Linked DNA regions of Mus musculus: regions 2, 3 and 4 are each linked to region 1. The links are chromatin contacts, called in public HiChIP or PLAC-seq and promoter capture Hi-C maps. All regions are on one chromosome and are shown on one strand. The core of a region is the stretch at or near the end of the contact, and the rest is flanking DNA. Distances in the headings are between cores, read along the strand shown.

What was found. HiChIP or PLAC-seq counts read pairs in DNA pulled down with a chosen protein or histone mark. Capture Hi-C pulls out chosen DNA fragments and counts their contacts.
Region 2: a contact with region 1 is called in a promoter capture Hi-C map of liver. The contact joins the promoter of Nsun4 here to the promoter of Akr1a1 in region 1. A contact is called at or near these places in 2 of 39 promoter capture datasets (both in liver) and 2 of 9 other capture datasets (adipose tissue and liver).
Region 3: an H3K4me3 HiChIP or PLAC-seq map of the 230-238 cell line shows a contact between it and region 1, with 15 read pairs. The contact joins the promoter of Rad54l here to the promoter of Akr1a1 in region 1. A contact is called at or near these places in 11 of 39 promoter capture datasets (3T3-L1-derived adipocytes, the C10 cell line, the HPC-7 cell line and 8 more), 2 of 15 datasets of contacts at CTCF or cohesin (large pre-B cells and pro-B cells), 1 of 484 Hi-C or Micro-C datasets (B cells), 12 of 115 datasets of contacts at active chromatin or transcription factors (the 230-238 cell line, the SCID.adh cell line, bone marrow-derived macrophages and 6 more) and 1 of 9 other capture datasets (embryonic stem cells).
Region 4: a promoter capture Hi-C map of liver shows a contact between it and region 1. The contact joins the promoter of Kif2c here to the promoter of Akr1a1 in region 1. A contact is called at or near these places in 2 of 115 datasets of contacts at active chromatin or transcription factors (bone marrow-derived macrophages and memory CD8 T cells) and 2 of 9 other capture datasets (adipose tissue and liver).

What each region holds. Positions count from the first base shown.
Region 1 is chr4:116,650,097-116,654,326 of GRCm38.p6, reverse strand. It overlaps Akr1a1 (aldo-keto reductase family 1, member A1 (aldehyde reductase)), which reads left to right and starts at 2,653. Exons shown (of 9, transcript NM_021473.3): 1 at 2,653-2,988.
Region 2 is chr4:116,051,418-116,055,126 of GRCm38.p6, reverse strand. It overlaps Nsun4 (NOL1/NOP2/Sun domain family, member 4), which reads left to right and starts at 1,316. Exons shown (of 6, transcript NM_028142.5): 1 at 1,316-1,443. The coding sequence starts at 1,351.
Region 3 is chr4:116,121,302-116,125,637 of GRCm38.p6, reverse strand. It overlaps Rad54l (RAD54 like (S. cerevisiae)), which reads left to right and starts at 1,949. Exons shown (of 18, transcript NM_009015.3): 1 at 1,949-2,576; 2 at 2,656-2,742. The coding sequence starts at 2,574. It overlaps 2510003B16Rik (RIKEN cDNA 2510003B16 gene), which reads right to left and starts at 1,798. Exons shown (of 3, transcript NR_131048.1): 1 at 1,522-1,798.
Region 4 is chr4:117,181,213-117,184,994 of GRCm38.p6, reverse strand. It overlaps Kif2c (kinesin family member 2C), which reads left to right and starts at 2,371. Exons shown (of 20, transcript NM_134471.4): 1 at 2,371-2,564. The coding sequence starts at 2,504.

The DNA.
Region 1 (4,230 bases), core at 1,404-3,903:
AACCTGTGCCTTGTTTTCATTCTTATCTCTTTGAGAAGTTCAATTTCCTTTTTGACATCTGCAGGGACCCCTCCTCAAAGGGAAATATAGTACGTGTCTCTTGATGGTAAGATGTATTTGAAGGAGTCTAAATTCCAATACAATATTAGGATCTAAATTTACTTATGTTTTGAGGCAGGGTTTTACTCTAGTTCAGGTTGGCCTGAATGATTTGTAGCCCAGAGAGGCCTTAAACTCAGGTCAATTCTCCTGCCTCAGACTTTATCCAATGTTGGGATCATAATTCACCATACCTGGCTTCTGATTGCGTTTCCTATGATAGAGTGACACATTGGACGTATCTATGGACACTGCTCTGGGAAGTATGGCTGTGCTGAACTAGTGTAACCTTGGAAGAAGGCTGCTTTGCTGCAGAGTAGGTTAGGCTCAGAGTAGAGCCACTGCTGACTCTGACAGAACCAGAAAGAGTTAACTTCAACAAGTCCTGGCTGCTATTTATCCTGTACCAGTGTAGATAATAAATAATAAATAAACAGGGCCAGACTATCAAAAGTTACACAGAGAGAGAGAAAGAGAGAGAGAGAGAAAGAGAGAGGGGGGGGGAGAGAGAGAGCAATGTTTGTCTTGTACATCCCTAAAACAGATATCTATTCTGAAAAACCTATTTCTTGGCAAAAAAAAAAAATGATATGACCATCTAATAATTCACACGTGACTGTGTAGAGGCATCCCACCCAGTAAGATCTAAACAGCAGATCTTCCCTGGCATTGAAACACTACCTGACAGCTCTTATAGAAATACCTCTGCTGCAGCTTCTATTCTTTTGCCCCCGCTGTATGTAGCACAGTTCCTTCTCATAACCAGGAATATGCTTGGCAAGGCCAGTGATGGCCGGAAGCCAGGGCCTTGGGGGAGCTACTGCTTCAGATCCTGAGAACCCAAATCTTCCCACCAAATGGGACTTTAGTTATCAGTCCAAAGGCTGCGGAGAGCTTAGCGTGTAATGTTTTTGAGATACCCTGTGTTCCCCTTAATCAACATTGTTTTATTAGCGTTCCCCTGATTTAGTTCCATTGTATGACACTTGCTGCTGTGTTCAATTTCTCCCCTGGAAATAATATATAAGATGCTGTGCTTCTTAACAGACATGGTTTGTGAAAGACCTCCCCATCTGAAACTTTACCTTTCTGCTTATCTTCTGATCTCCCGGTCCTCTCTCTCAGGACCCTGTCACTGAAGAATGACCTGCAGGTCTAGGTCATTTCTCACCTCCTTAAGCTCCTGCCTGCATGTGGTAAACAGACATATACTCGGGCACACACACATACAAGTAAAAATAAATTTTTGTTTTTGTTTTTTTGAGACAGGGTTGCACTCTGTAGAACAGGCTGGCCTTGAATTTGGAGATCTGCTTGCCTCTTCTCCTGATTGCTAGGATTAATGGCATGTATCACCACCACCTGGTAATAAAATAATTTTTTAAAAAGAAAAGAAAAAGAGCTGAGTGCACGTCTTTAATTTTAGCATTTGGGAGTCAGAGCCAGACAGATTACTATGATTTGGAGGCCAACCTGGTCTACAATAGTGAGTTCCAGGACAGTCAGAGTAGTGAGACTGATGAAGGCTGGTCCCCATGTTGAAGCCCGTTCCCTAGCTTAAAGTCACCTCGAGCTTGGCTGTAATTCTTTTGTTTCATTTCTGTTGGCCACTCCATATTGTTGACACAAAACATATTGCACTTTGATTGTAAACACACACACACACATACACACACACACACAATTTGACTCAGAGATCAAATTGACCATATATTCTGAGGATGACGATGATTATGATTGGAAATTTCCCAAATGCAGCCTTCACTCAGCCAAGCAAGATATAACAGGGCAGCTTGAACTGTTAAGTTCAAACTACTAAAAAAACTTGGAGAGGGGCCGACCGCTCTATAGCCCTCCTTCACCCACTTAGGAGCCCATTGTGTTTTTTCCCTTTATAAGCTATCCCTGGGAAACACACACACCCCACCTTTATGTGGGTGCTCATGGAAGTCAGAAGAGAGTATTAAATCCCCTGGAGCTGGGGTTACAGGTGGTTGAGAACCTCCTGACATGAATGCTGGTACTGAACTTGGGTTCTCTGAAAAAGCGGCACCCCTTCTCTCCATCTTCAAATGTTTTCCTTTTAGATAGGGGATCATAAATCTCAGGCTGGCCTCAAAGTCAATGTATAGGAGGCAAGAAAAACTGAATCTTCTGATTCTCCTTGCTTCCACCTCCCAAGTGCTGGGATAACGACTCAATTTTATGCCGTGCTGGGATTTTGAACCCAGAACTTTATGTTAAGCAAGCACTGTATTAATTTAGCTATACGGCCCCAGCTCATATTTATGAAGTCTTTTGCACAGGGCTAAAGTGCAAGGTACTGAGTGAAAGATCAGTAACTTTCTAAAATGGGGTTTGCAGAGGCAAGATTTTCTGTATTTTTTGGTCAAACTTTGTATCAGGCCCGCTCGGGGATTCCGACAAATTCACTTTAGAGAAAGAAAGACAGGCGGCCAGAAGGACCCCCTAGGTATCATAGAGGATCTCTTCAGAAAGTATAAGAATCTATGCCTAGAGAGGTGCCTGCGCGGTGCACTGTGGGCCGGTTGTGGGCGCGGCCAGCCACCCAAGACTGTCCACGTAGCTTGTGCGCATGCACAGTTTCGGGACCCCGGCCCTTCCAGACGTTCGTGGTGGAGTGAGAGGTTCCCAGGGGAGGAATGTGCAAAGTCCCAGCTTTGGCTTCTACTCCCTCTTCTACTTCGCAGGACAGTGGGGGTCTCCTCCGTCCTGCGCGTAGTTCTGGGAGCCGGGCCCTCGCTCCTCCCTGGGGTGGGGCTGCCGCTTCTCCGCCGGACTTAAGTCGGGCCCTGTTGCCTCAGTACTGGAGTGCAGAGCTGAATTCGGGCCACTTTGTCTTTTCCACAGCCTGTGCTCACTGCCAAGGTGAGTTCTTCCTGCTGCTGACTCGTCTTTTTCTCCTGAGTTAAAGGCGAGGGTCCTTCAGTACCACAGGTCAGGGCCAGGATTGAGCGAATGGCGCCAGCACGTCGAGGGATGCGATTTAGTTTCGCGTTTGAGCACTTCCTCCTATTCTGTTCTCAGATAACGTGTTTCTGGACCTCGGTTTCCTCAGAGTTGGAATGAGCAAGGAAATCATTAGTGCTGTAGGGAGGACTGGGATAAACCTTTGAATGTGTCTGGTGCATATCTCGTGCTTTTGCCATCTCTTTGTTTGGTCATCTGCTCGAAATTTCTAGGCGCTCTGCCTTTCCTAATGGCGGTACAGGGATATTCCTAGGAAGTGGCGGAAGTGGGGAGAGATTAGCTTGCTCAAGCCTCTGCCTTAGGTTTGAGAAAATTTGAACATCTCCTGTCGCTACGGAGCCTTTTAAAGTGAAAATACTTGAATCTTCACATTACCGAGCCTACCATTAATGGACTCTACTGTTTAGACTTTTCGTAGGACCGCAGGACCTGCTCAGCTTCTGATCAGGCCTGTTAACTTTTCCCAGGTTGCACTTCAGCAGCGATACAGGTTTAATTCCAGTATGAATCTTTCCTGCCCGGCAGAATTGGTTATTATTTATAGGTAGTTTTGGAGACAGAGTCTCTTTGAAGAATTTTTGCTAAAAATTAATGTTTTGTCTGCTATGTAAGTATGTGTACCTTGTGGGTGCCTGGTGCCCATGGAGGTCATAAGAAAGGGACATATTCCCTGGAACTAGAGTCAAACTCCGCCCCGGACAAGCCCTTTACCAACTGAACTACACCTCCAACCCAGATTTTTTTTTTTTTAGTACTTGCTCAAAGTTAGTAAAATACTAACAGGTGTAGGTCAGAGGTAGAATTGGCGTGTGTAAGGCCTTGGGATTGTCCCCCAGCCCCTTGACACACATAGATACATGACTTTTCTTTGGTTTTCCAAGATGGATTGAAGATACCGAAGTCAGTGACTTCCTCAGGTGCTTCTCCAGCAAGCTAAGCTGTCCAGCTAGCATGGCATGGTATCTCCTGCCTATAAAGCCAATTTGGAAGGGAGACGCAGGGGGATCATGAGTTCAATTCCATTCTTGGCTACAGACAGTTCAAGACCATCCTGGGCTACATGAGACCATATCTGGGGAAAAAACCCAAACCAAATCCAAAAGAAAAGCCCCAGTATTCAAGGTCTCCCCTCAATTAACT
Region 2 (3,709 bases), core at 67-2,566, 600 kb after region 1:
AAGAAACAAAAGGACATGTGCCATCGTGGCCTCATTTGGCTCACTAAAATTTTGAAACTCAAATTCTCACTTGTTTAAGTCTTATTTTACTTTTATTGTTTAAGATAATGACAGATAGCCAGTCGGTGGTGGCGCATGCCTTTAATCCCAGCGCTTGGGAGGCAGAGGCAGGCAGATTTCTGAGTTCGAGGCTAGCCTGGTCTATAAAGTGAGTTCCAGGACAGCCAAGGCTATACAGAGAAATCCTGTCTCGAAAAACCAAAAAAAAAAAAAAAAAAAAAAAAAAAAGATAATGACAGATACGTATGTGACTTGGATGATGAGTACAATTTTTGGCAGGTGCTCATTCTATATTTGTATGAGTTACAGTTTGGGCACACCCTTTTAATCCCAGCCCTTGGGAGACGGAAGCAAGCAGGTATAATTTCCAGGCTAGCCTGGTGTACATAGAGAGTTATAGGCCAGCCACGACTATGTAGTGAGATCTTGTCTCAAAAATCAAAAGGAAAAGAAAAGAGTGTGTTATATGTTTGTATATGTTCATGCATATGTGCATATGGTCTATGAATGGCAGCTGCAGGTCAACACCACACGTCTTCAGATGGTCTCATGGAATCTGGAGCTCACTAATTCAAAGACGTTGGCTGCCCCACAACTTCCAGAGATCAGTTTGACATACTTAACATTTTTAAAAAATTACGACTTAGCTGATTATACTATATGGTGGGTGGCAATACATTATAAGAATAAATGTAAGGTTACAGAAAAGCTGTCTGACCTGTAGCTATGAAAACCAAGCTTGGCCTGGAACTCACAGAGATCCGTCTGCTTCTGCCTTCCAAGTGCTGGAATAAAGACATATGCCACTCTGCTCAGCCAAACGATCATTTCTAAAAATAGTGATCACCCCCTTTCTTCTTGGATCCTAAGCGGCGTAGTCAATTTGATAGTCTCAGAAAGAACACAAAATTAGGTACCGAGTCTTGAAAAGAACCGTCTAAAAGGAAGATCTTGAAACTGGCTTCTATGGCTTCCTAGCAATTCCGCTTCTGTCTATAGTCTGCTCTAATTTCGTTCTACCTCGGCAGCTTTCTCCATGCAGGTTGAGCCCAGAAGGCCTTCCCTGCAACTTCCTAGGAGCTCCTTTAGATGCTCTAGCACAGCCACCGCTTCGTGTGCGCCCCGAGGATTCTGGTGGGTGGGGTGTGGAGGTAGGCGGAGCCCTGGGGGCGCCGCAAGCCTAGCCCCGCCCTGTCTGCCGCTGATATTCTAAGCAGCCCTCAATCCTTCCCGGAACCCGCGAGAGCGCAGCTGCAGTTTCAGTCGGAATTATTGGCGTTGTTAGTTGACATGGCTGCGCCCGTCTTAAGATGTGTTCGGAAGCTGCTGAAGCTCGTGGACTTCACGCCGGTCCCGCGGAGATATCGATATAAGAAGAAATGGGTAAGGTCTGACATTAGAGGGAGACTTATCCAGCCCTTGCGTTTCCCGTCACTCACAGTTGCATTCGGGACATGAACTCCAGGGACCGTAACCTTCTTGGAGCTCTTGTCTCACGCCTGCCTGTCCTTTTATTAACCACAAGCCTCTTCCTGTTGCGTAAGCAGCCCCCTGACTCCGCCCCTCTCTGTTAAGTCACGGCCTGAGCTTTCATTCGGTGACGTTACATCGCCTCATGTTACTTTTTCTTGCTTACTTTTATCTTGCCCTTCCCACCCTTCTTTTTCCTTTTCTTTCCTCCCTCTTACCCTTCCCCTCCAGTCCCATGAACTCTTCCCCTCCTTTCCTCCTTAAAATTTCAGCCCCTTCAACTTCACCTCAAGCAGACTGCCCTAACAACTACTCCTTCCCTCCTGAGTCTCCGTCGTCCTGCAGGAAAGGATTCACCCCTGTTCTCACTCTCGAGGTGCCTGTGGCGCCCGGGAAAGACTTCAACGACCACCTTTCCTGTAATGCTGGCCTTTCTCCAAATGCAGGCAACAGATTCACCAACCCCCCTTACTCTAGAGAACCTTTCTCTTGCCTCACCATTTCTTCTCCGTGCTTACCTCGACGGATCCCCACCCCGCCCCCTCCGCCCCCAGTCCTCTCCTCCCCACCCCCACCGGAGAGGTGCCCCTTTGAACCCTTTTCTCCACTCCTAGGAAGGCTGTACAGACAAGAGCCAGCTGGTTCATCCTCTCCTTGTTTTGACCGATTCAGCCTTCAGGGGTCACCCTCTCCTCATCAGCGGAACCTATGTTGCAACTATATTGATTCCCCAGAATCTCAGCGTTCATGCCCTCCAAGTCCGCGTCTTTGTTATGTGACTTCCCCACCTCTCATTCATCAGGCCCCTAGAGCCAGCCCAGTAACTTCCCCTGAACTTACTCATATAACCTTGGAGACAGGCCCGGTGATTTCGACTCCCCTTATGCCAGGGTCCCAGGGAAATTACTCCATCATTTCACCTCTTCTTACCCATCGGCCCCTGAGACCTGGCCTTGCAATTTCACCTCCCCTTGCTCACCGATCTGTGGAAACTAGACCTCTAACCCCTGCATCCATTTCTCACCGAGGGCCCCACTGTCCCTCTAGAAGAAGTTACAATGATCCTCCCCTTTCTTCAGCATCTTCCCCACCCTCTGGCAACCCTTACCACGACAACCCTATGCCTCCAAACTCTTGTGAACCTAAACCACAGCTTGATGTACCTCTTGGGAAAAATGGCTGTGGCCCTCCACTTTCTTCTCAGGCAGGCATGTCTGGCTCTCCCATCTCACCTCAAGAGGGCTGTATTCATTATTCCCATTTATGCCCAGATTCCCAGATATCTGCCCCTAGGAGTCCTTTCTGTGTTATCAACCTACCACCTGAGAGTGCTGGTTCTCCTAGCTCATCCCTGCCTCAGGCTCTCCAGAAGCCCTGTGTAGGGTCCTTTCTGTGGGAGCCTGGGGGGAACTCTTACCTCTTACTAACCCCAGGTACTATAATTTCTGGTCCTTCCTGCACCACAGGACCACCTCTTCCTCAGTGTCCTAATCCTTCCCCGTATTTCCCATCTCCCCTGAACAACCAGTGTGTAGCTCCACCTCAGTCACCCAGAGGTTATAATGAACCCCGCCCTCCTACCTCAGCTCCCCCTCAAATGAAGTCCCCCAAATCCCCTGAATCACGACGCAATCCCTACAAGTGTCGGTCCCTAGACAATACACCCCACCACACTCCTCCTAGCCATTCTAAATCCCATAAGACCAACACCTGTCCTCAGCCTCCCTCCCAGTCCTTTGGCCTCTTTAGTCCATGTATGGAGCCAGCCATCACAACTACTTCAAATTCCTGCCCAAAAGAACCTCCCCCAGAGACCGCTGTCCTCAAAACTGTTGCTCCTACTTCCTGTCCTCATAGCTCGCCTTGTAATCCTGCTTTGCCCAGTAGATATCCTAAGAGTAGTCCCCACGTACCACCTCCAGTTTCCCCCTGCAATACTCATATGTATTCTGTGGTTCCTCCCACCTCCCATTTATCCCCACTCTCTAGTCCCCTAAATCAGTCTATACCTCTCCCTCAGCCTGCGGTTCTCCCTTGTGGCACTTATTCTGCTCCCAGGGGTCCGCCATCCCATATCAAGTCTGTGGCGCCTCCTTGTTCCACCCACATCTATTCTTTTATCCCTTTGAGAACACCCTTTGACCCCCGATGTTTACCTGTTGTCCCTCGAGCTCGGTTT
Region 3 (4,336 bases), core at 700-3,199, 530 kb after region 1:
GGAGGTAGGCCCACAGATATAGGGTTAAAAATTAGGGAGGTTGGAGGTTGAGCCTGGTGGCATAGGGCTATAATTTTAGCACTAGGAAGTAGAAACAGGAGGTTAGCACTGGATACATCAGACCCAGTCTCAAAAGAAGCAAAACAAACCTTCAAAAAGGAAATACTTGCCAGGTGTGGTGGTGCACGACTTTAATCCCAGCACTTGGGAGGCAGAGGTAGGTGGATTTTTGAGTTCGAGGCCAGCCTGGTTTACAGAGTGAGTTCCAGGACAGCCAGGGCTATACAGAGAAACCCTGTCTCAGAAAAAAAAAAAAAAAAGAAAAAAAAAAAAAAGAAGAAATTGAGATTAAAAAAAAAAAAGGAAATACTTATATATTTTCTAGGGCTAGGTAGAGTTTCTTTCCTTTAAAGAATATTTCTCTGTTATTAGAGCGTGTATGTACATGATGTTTGTATGAGGGTGCGCATGTGCCATGCTGTACATATGGAGGTCAGAGGTCAAGTTTGTGGATCAGTTCTCTCCTTTCACCTTGGTGTGGGCTGTGGGCACTGAACTCATGTCCTCAGGCTTAGGTGACACATGCTTTTATCCACATCCACACATCCCTTATACCCCCCATTTTGAGACAGATTTTGACTATACAGCCCAGGCTGACCTCATAGTCATGGCAAAGAAGTTAACTGTTCTTTTTGTGTATGTGATTTTGTTTTTCATTAAGTTGCTCACAGCCTTCTTGTCTCCCAGCAAGATATTCCTATGGAAATTAAAATTTCTTCGGTTCATTGTTCCCAAAAGCCAAGGAAAGGACATAAGTATCTCTTTAGTATATCCTCATTTCTGCTAGGCGGGCTGGGGATGACAGAGGGTCATAAGTTTAAAGATAACCGGGTTACACAGCAAGACCTTGTCTCAAATAACAACAAACCTCAGCAGTGACCGCCTCACGAAGTTCTACCACTATGCTATATTCCTAGTGCCCCCAAGACACCACACACACACACACACACACACACACACACACACACACACACGACAAAATGGGGACAATAAACCTTATCTGAGGATAGTAAATGATTTATAATAGCTAAGGAGATCCTTTTAAGTAGATAGTGATTAAGTGTAATGGGCATGCTATTTTGATTAGTGAGCACTTAGGTAATACATGGGGGCTATGTTAAATACTTTGAACACTTTTTTTTTTTCCCGTTCTTGGAGGGTCTTTCTACAGAGCTGTCGCTGTCCTGGAACTCATTATGAAGACCAGGCTAGTCTCACAGAGATCTGCTTGCCTATGCCTAGTGAGTACTATAATTAAAGGCCTGCGCTACCAGGCGCAGCTACTTTGTTCACTTTAATTAGACCCTGTGAATAATCCCTTAGGAGAGGTACTATAATAATATCACTTAAAGGAAAAACGGATTTTTAGAGAATGGGTGACTATGCCCCAGGAAAAGACAGCTAGCTTATTTCAAGACATCTCAGACCAATTGGCAGTGCAGCACCAACACCTCCGCTCACCTTTTGACTGGCCACTGGCCTTGCCTGCTTCCAGCTCAGATTTCTGCTCCAGGTCTGGCACAATAAAGAGCCTGAATCAAATTCCCAAAAATGTGCTGCCTTTTGAAATCTATTCCAGTAGCAACTCCTCCGCACAGTACTTCGGTGCAAAACATCTATTTGGTTCAGCTGCTTCGGCCAAAGGCAGGAGCCAGGAAGAGGGACCGTTGGCAAGTAAGAATTCTGGCACCTGCCTGTTGCTGCCACCAGGATAAGCCACAGCTCCTAGTGGTCTGTTGAGCCTCTGGGCGGAAATCCAAGACCCTTATTAGCCTCAGCCCTAGGCCCGCCCCTTCCTTTAGGCCGGATCGTCGAGCGTCAAGTTCACTGAACGCAGCCAATAGGGGACTGTGGTGGCAGAGTGGCGGGAGGTTCGATTGACACTGCCTGGAGGCTCTTAACGCGCGCTTTGGGAAGAGGAAGAATAAGGGGAAAGATACCGGAGTCGCTCTTTGCCTCTCTTCAGCTTCTAAGATTCTCCTCCTCCCAACCTGGATTTTTAACTGGTCCTTCCTGGGTTCCTGTTTAACTTCCCACAAGGCGTTCCTAGGTCTCTGCTTGCCTTCCTCACACTGAGGTTTGATGTCGGTCCAGCTCTGGTAAATTCTATCCCTCTCCTAAGAATTCAGGCGTCTCGCCTTCGTACTTAAGACTGTACTTTTTCGTAGGTGTTACTCTCAGGGAAGCAGCCCAGCTAGGGACGTTATTCCAACTCCACTTTGCTCATCTGCAACTTCAATCTGTCTTCTTTCCCATCCTAGATTTAGACCCAGCTCCGCTTGGACTTGGCTTTGGATATTTTGACCTTGAGGAACTTGGGGACCGACATTCCTGGTTTGGACCCAAGCCTCATCCTCTGATTGCATCCCCTCCCCTCATACCGACTCTTAAGACAATATTTTCAATGATATAGCAACTTCCTTTTATAGCATCCCCTGGTCCTGCATTCTCTGTTGCTGAGTGCTTTTAACTTCGCTGATGGGCACTTGACATTTGATGCTTCTGGGGCCAGGATGGTAAGTGTGACCTTAAGCTGACTTAAGGGGCCTGGCTGCAGGATCACTGCAGGAACTCACTTTCTGTTCTCCCTTGCAGAGGAGGAGCTTAGCTCCCAGCCAGTTGGCTAGGAGGAAACCAGAAGACAGATCATCAGATGATGAAGACTGGCAGCCTGGGACAGTAGTGAGTGTTTAGGGGAATAAGGAAAATGAGGTTCATAGTCATCTTGAGAAAGTACCTTTCATACATTTTTGAAGCTTTTTTTTTTTTTTTTTTTTTTTTTGAGATGAGCTTCTCACCAGGTCTGTAGACTATGGTCTGTCTCCCAAATGCAGTGTGTGGTCGTAGGCATGTGCCAGGCACACCTGGCACTTAAGGTTTTTTTTTTGAAACAGTGTTTCTCTGTGTAGCCCTGGCTGTTCTGGAACTCTGTTTGTAGACCAGGCTGGCCTTGAACTCACACAGAGGTTCCCTTGCCTCTGCTACCCAGTGTTGAAAGTGAAGGTGTTTGCCACTACTGCCCCGCGTAAGTAAATTTTAATGAAAATTTACAGTATACTAAGCATTGGAGAAGATTAATAAAATTGTTATCCTTGGGGCTGGAGAGATGACTCAGTGGTTAAGAGCACTGACTGCTCTTACAAAGGTCCTGAGTTCAAATCCCAGCAACCACATGGTGGCTCACAACCATCTGTAATGAGATCTGATGCCCTCTTCTGGAGTGTCTGAAGACAGCTACAGTGTACTTACATATAATAAATAAATAAATCTTAAAAAAATTGTTATCCTCCAGGTAGGTTCACTAGAAATTAATACAGTTTCAGTTTTCTTGGTGGGAGGAGAATATCAAAACCAAGGAATGGTAATGTTGGGTTCCAGGCCTGCCAAAAGTGGGGGTGGTGGTGTACTAATATATTCTGTGTGCTTCCCTAACTACATAGTATATTCAGGCCAGCCTGGAATACATGAAAATCTGCGTTTAAAAAAAAAAAGTAGGATTTTGGCATATGAGAGCTTTAGAGTTTCTCTGATATCCCTGGCTGCCCCTGAAACTTGCTCTATAGAGATCAGGCTAACCTCAGAATTTAGAGACCTGCCTCTGGTTTCCAAGATCAGGGATTCATTTGCCACCATGCCTGGCTGGGTGTTTTTTTTTGGTCTATTTTGAGACATGAATTCTGTTATGTAGCTCTCTGACTGACTTGGAACTCACTGTGTAGACCAGACAGAGATCCACTTGCCTCTGCCTGATGAGTGGAAGGATTAATGGCATGTGCCACTTTTTCTGTCCTTAGAAGGTACTTCTTGTTGGTGTCTGTATATGAGTATCGGCCTGTGAAGAGAAGGGCCTGATAACTGTTTCAGGAAATTCAGATAGCTTGACAAGTTGTTACAAGTGTGCTCTGATGGCTTGGTGTTCACTCTTTTTAAAACTTATTTTGTAGGGAGTATGCATATGTCATGGCACTGGGTTTGGGTACCTAGCTCAGGCTGTCTGGTTCTGAGGCAAGCATCCATTCTGCTTAGCTGGTTCACAGCATCCTCCTCTCCCCCGCCTTTTGAGACAGCTTCTCTCATGTAGCTTAGGCTAGCCTCAAACTCATGCTATAGTTAACAGTAGTTTTAAACTGTGAGCTTCCGCCATCTTCTACCTTCAGACCAATCCAGCATGCTTGGCCTGGGGTGGGGCTCTTTAGCATTGCTGCTTTGCAGGGAGTTTTTATCTGTGAGGCAGGAACAATGGCTCCCTGTCACCATTTACAAACATCTCAGAGTT
Region 4 (3,782 bases), core at 1,122-3,621, 530 kb before region 1:
GATCTTGATCCCTGGCACCTGCACACTAGAAGGAGAGAACTGACTATTGAGAGTTTCCCTCTGATCTTCATAGGAGCACACCCACATGCACACACAAATAAATAAAGAAATATAAAATAAAGGAGGCTGGAGAGAAGGCTCAGCTGATAAGGGTATTTGCTGCTTTCCTGAGACCCGTGTTGTCTGCTCCATAACAAGACCCTGTCTTAAGGCCAGGTTTAAATTTTTTTTAAGATTTATTTATTTCATGTATATGAGTACGCTGTCTTCATGCACAACAGAAGAGAGCATTGGACCCCATTACAGATGGTTGTGAGCCATCATGTGGTTGCTGGGAATTGAACTCAGGAGCTCTGGAAGATCAGGTTCTATAACAGACTCAGCACAGCCAGAGCTACATAGTAAGACCCTGCCTCAAAAAACAAAACAAAGAAAACAGGTCACTCTGCTACACTGTGAGTTAGAGGCCAGTCTAAGATGTTCATGGACAAGAAGTTGTTTTCTTTTATATTTTAACTTTACCATCATCGTCATCGGCATGAGGTTAAAGGGATGACAGCCTTCAGGGGTTAGCTCTCTCTTTCCATCCTGTGTGTTCCAGGCTCAAGCACAGCAGCAAGGGCTTTTACCCTCTGAGCCATCTCAATACCCTGTCCTTCCTTCCACTGTTGCTATTCTTGGTTGTTGTTTTTTTTAAGATTTATTTATTTATTATATGTAAGTACACTGTAGTTGTCTTCAGACACTCCAGAAGAGGGCATCAGATTTCATTAGATTTGAACTCGGGACCTTCGGAAGAGTAGTCAGCGCTCTTAACCACTGACCTATCTCGCCAGCCCTAACAAAGAGTATTTGTTTTGGTTTGGGTTTTTTGTTTTGTTTTGTTTTTCGAGACAGGGTTTCTCTGTATAGCCCTGGCTGTCCTGGAACTCACTTTGTAGACCAGGCTGGCCTCGAACTCAGAAATCTGCCTGCCTCTGCCTCCCGAGTGCTGGGATTAAAGGCATGTGCCACCAAGCCTGGCACTATTCTTGTTTTTAATGTAACTACATTTAACTTGTTTATTTAGTATGTGTGTGTGTGTATGTGGTGCATGCCATGGCACATTTGTGGAGGCTTTGGGGAGTTCATTCTCCTACCATGTAGGTCCAGAAGATCAAACTCAGGTCTTCAGGCTTGTCAAGGTTGGATAGACCAAGGGCTAGACACCATTTACACTATACATATCCTCCGCGGGGCGGTGGGGGTTCTTGGTCTGCATAGGTCTGCATACTGGGGCAGTAATGATGTGGTTCAGTGTAAGAACGTTCCCCTAGAAGCCGGACAGTAGTGGCACATGCACAAAGTCCTGGAGTTAATACCTAGTACTACGAAACAAAAAGACATTATAAATAATGACAAAAATCAGGTATGGTGATTCATGCTAATTCCAGCATTTAGGCATTGTAGGCTGCTTTTCATTGCCAGCATCTTTTTTTGTTTGTTTGTTTGTTTGTTTGAGACAGTTTCACACAGCCCACTCTGGCCTCAAACATGCTGCTTAGCTAAGGTTGGCTTTGAAATTATTCTCTTTTCTTCATCTACAGGGAGCTAGGATTATAGGCATGATCTACCATACCCCGCTTCTCTTGTGTTCTGTTTTGTTTTGTTTTTCTAGAAAGGGTTTCCCTGTGTAATCTTGGCTATTCTGGAACTCAGGCTGTAGACCAGACTGACTTCGAAGTCAAATTTGCCTCTCTCTAGTGGTAGGATTAAAGGCTCGAGTCACCACCGTATGACTTCCCCCGTGTTCCTAATAGGAAAAAAAAAAAAAAAAAAGTTTCACGGACAGGAACCATTCGTCTTGTTTATTCCACTATCCCAATCTAGCACTATGTCTAGCACTAGCATGTGACTATTTTTAATTGGTGTCTTCGAAATATTGTATACATTTCAAAGAGAAAGCAATCATCAAGAAACCAGGATTTGAACCCCTGTCTGTAGAATCACAAGGCCCTCACTGAAACATTATACATAAGTTTCCTAGTCTTACATAAAGGCAGAAGTTCGACCTGGTAGCGGGAGGGTAAGGCCAGAAGCCATAAAACCTTCCCATCAGCTGGGCGTGGTGGCGCACGCCTTTAATCCCAGCACTCGGGAGGCAGAGGCAAGCGGATTTCTGAGTTCGAGGCCAGCCTGGTTTACAGAGTGAGTTCCAGGACAGCAAGAGCTAGAAAAACAAAACAAAACAAACAAACGAAAAAACCAAACAACCAACCAACCAACCAAAAACCCTTCCCATCAGTCTCAGAGCTCGGGAGCCCGGCCACGCGCCGGAAGTCGGAGACCAAGACTACATATCCCACATTGCTCTGCGGTGCGTCGCACTGGTGACGTTGTAGGGAGGCTGGCGCGCGGGATTTAAACTGCAGCGGTTTAGGCGTTGTTAACACAGCGCAGTATTAGCAGAGTCGTGGTTTCCAAGCTTCTTTCATTTGTGTTGCCTGTTGTTGTTCCTGAGTCCATGGAGTCGCTTCACGCACGCCTGTTTCCTGGTCTCTCCATCAACATTCAACGCAGCAATGGTGAGGGCAGGGTCTTGAGGCCAAGGGGACGACCCAAGAGCGGTGAGACTGCCAAGATGGTTATCTGAATCTCCGTGTGGCAAAGCTTTGGGATACTTTCCCTTATTCCACACTGAGGGGGTCCATGTCACTACACTGGCAGTCGGTGTCCCCTACACAGGAGGAAAACGCTACTTTGGTTGTGGGTCCCTTGCCTGCTTTCTGAGTGTGGGCGGAGCACGTCTGCGGTTATTGGTGCGCCTAGCTAGGTTATAGCGATTGGATGCATTTCCTCTGAACCTGTTTTGCTTTGTTGGACCCGCGGCTTCCTCGGCCTCCTGAGTGCTGGGATTAAAGGTCATGCACTACCACGCCCGGCTTTTTTTTTTTTTTTTTTTTTTTTTTGGCGTTTGTTTTGGTTTTTCAAGGAAGGGTTTCTCTGTGTAGTCCTGGAACTCCTGTAGACCAGGCCTCGAACTCACAAATCCCCTGCCTCTGCCTCCCAAGGGCTGGGATTAAAGGCGTTGCACCACCACTGCCCGGCTCAACCATCTGTCTTTATTAAGCAATTTCTACAGGTCTAATAACGGGTCATTCATGGACTAGCCAACCACTGCCAAAAATGGACCAGGGAACTCCAGCGGTCCAGCTCTTTACTGATGTGTTCAGGAATAGCTCCTCCAAGGAATGTAGTAACTTACTTGCTCAAATGAATCTTCATTCTGTTGGAGCGGTGATGCAATTTTATCCTATGGAGCTGGGGTTTAAGGCCCATTCCCTGTTCACTTCCACTGTGGAATGGTCTAAGGGTGAACCCCACTAGAATTACTAACTAGCATTTGTGTTTTGTTTTATTTTTTGAGACAGTTTCTCTGTAACAGGGCCTTGGACCTGGACTTGCTTTGTAGATCAGGCTGACCTCGAACTCACAGAGATCCACCTACTGTACTTTGCAAGTGCTAGGATTAAAGGCATGCACCATCACAGGCCTAGTTCTTTGGTGTTTTGTTTGTTTGTTGCTTTTTAAATTTATTATTTTATTTTATGTTCATTGGTGTTTTGTGAAATCCTCTGGAAGTGGAATTACACTTTGACAACAGGGTTTCTCTGTGTAGCCCTGTCTGTCCTGGAACTCACGTTGTAGACCAGGCTGTCCTCACTCACAGAACTCCTCAGGCCTCTATCCCTGATGTATTGGGATTAAAGGCAAGGGCCACCACTGCCTGGCTGTTTGTATTT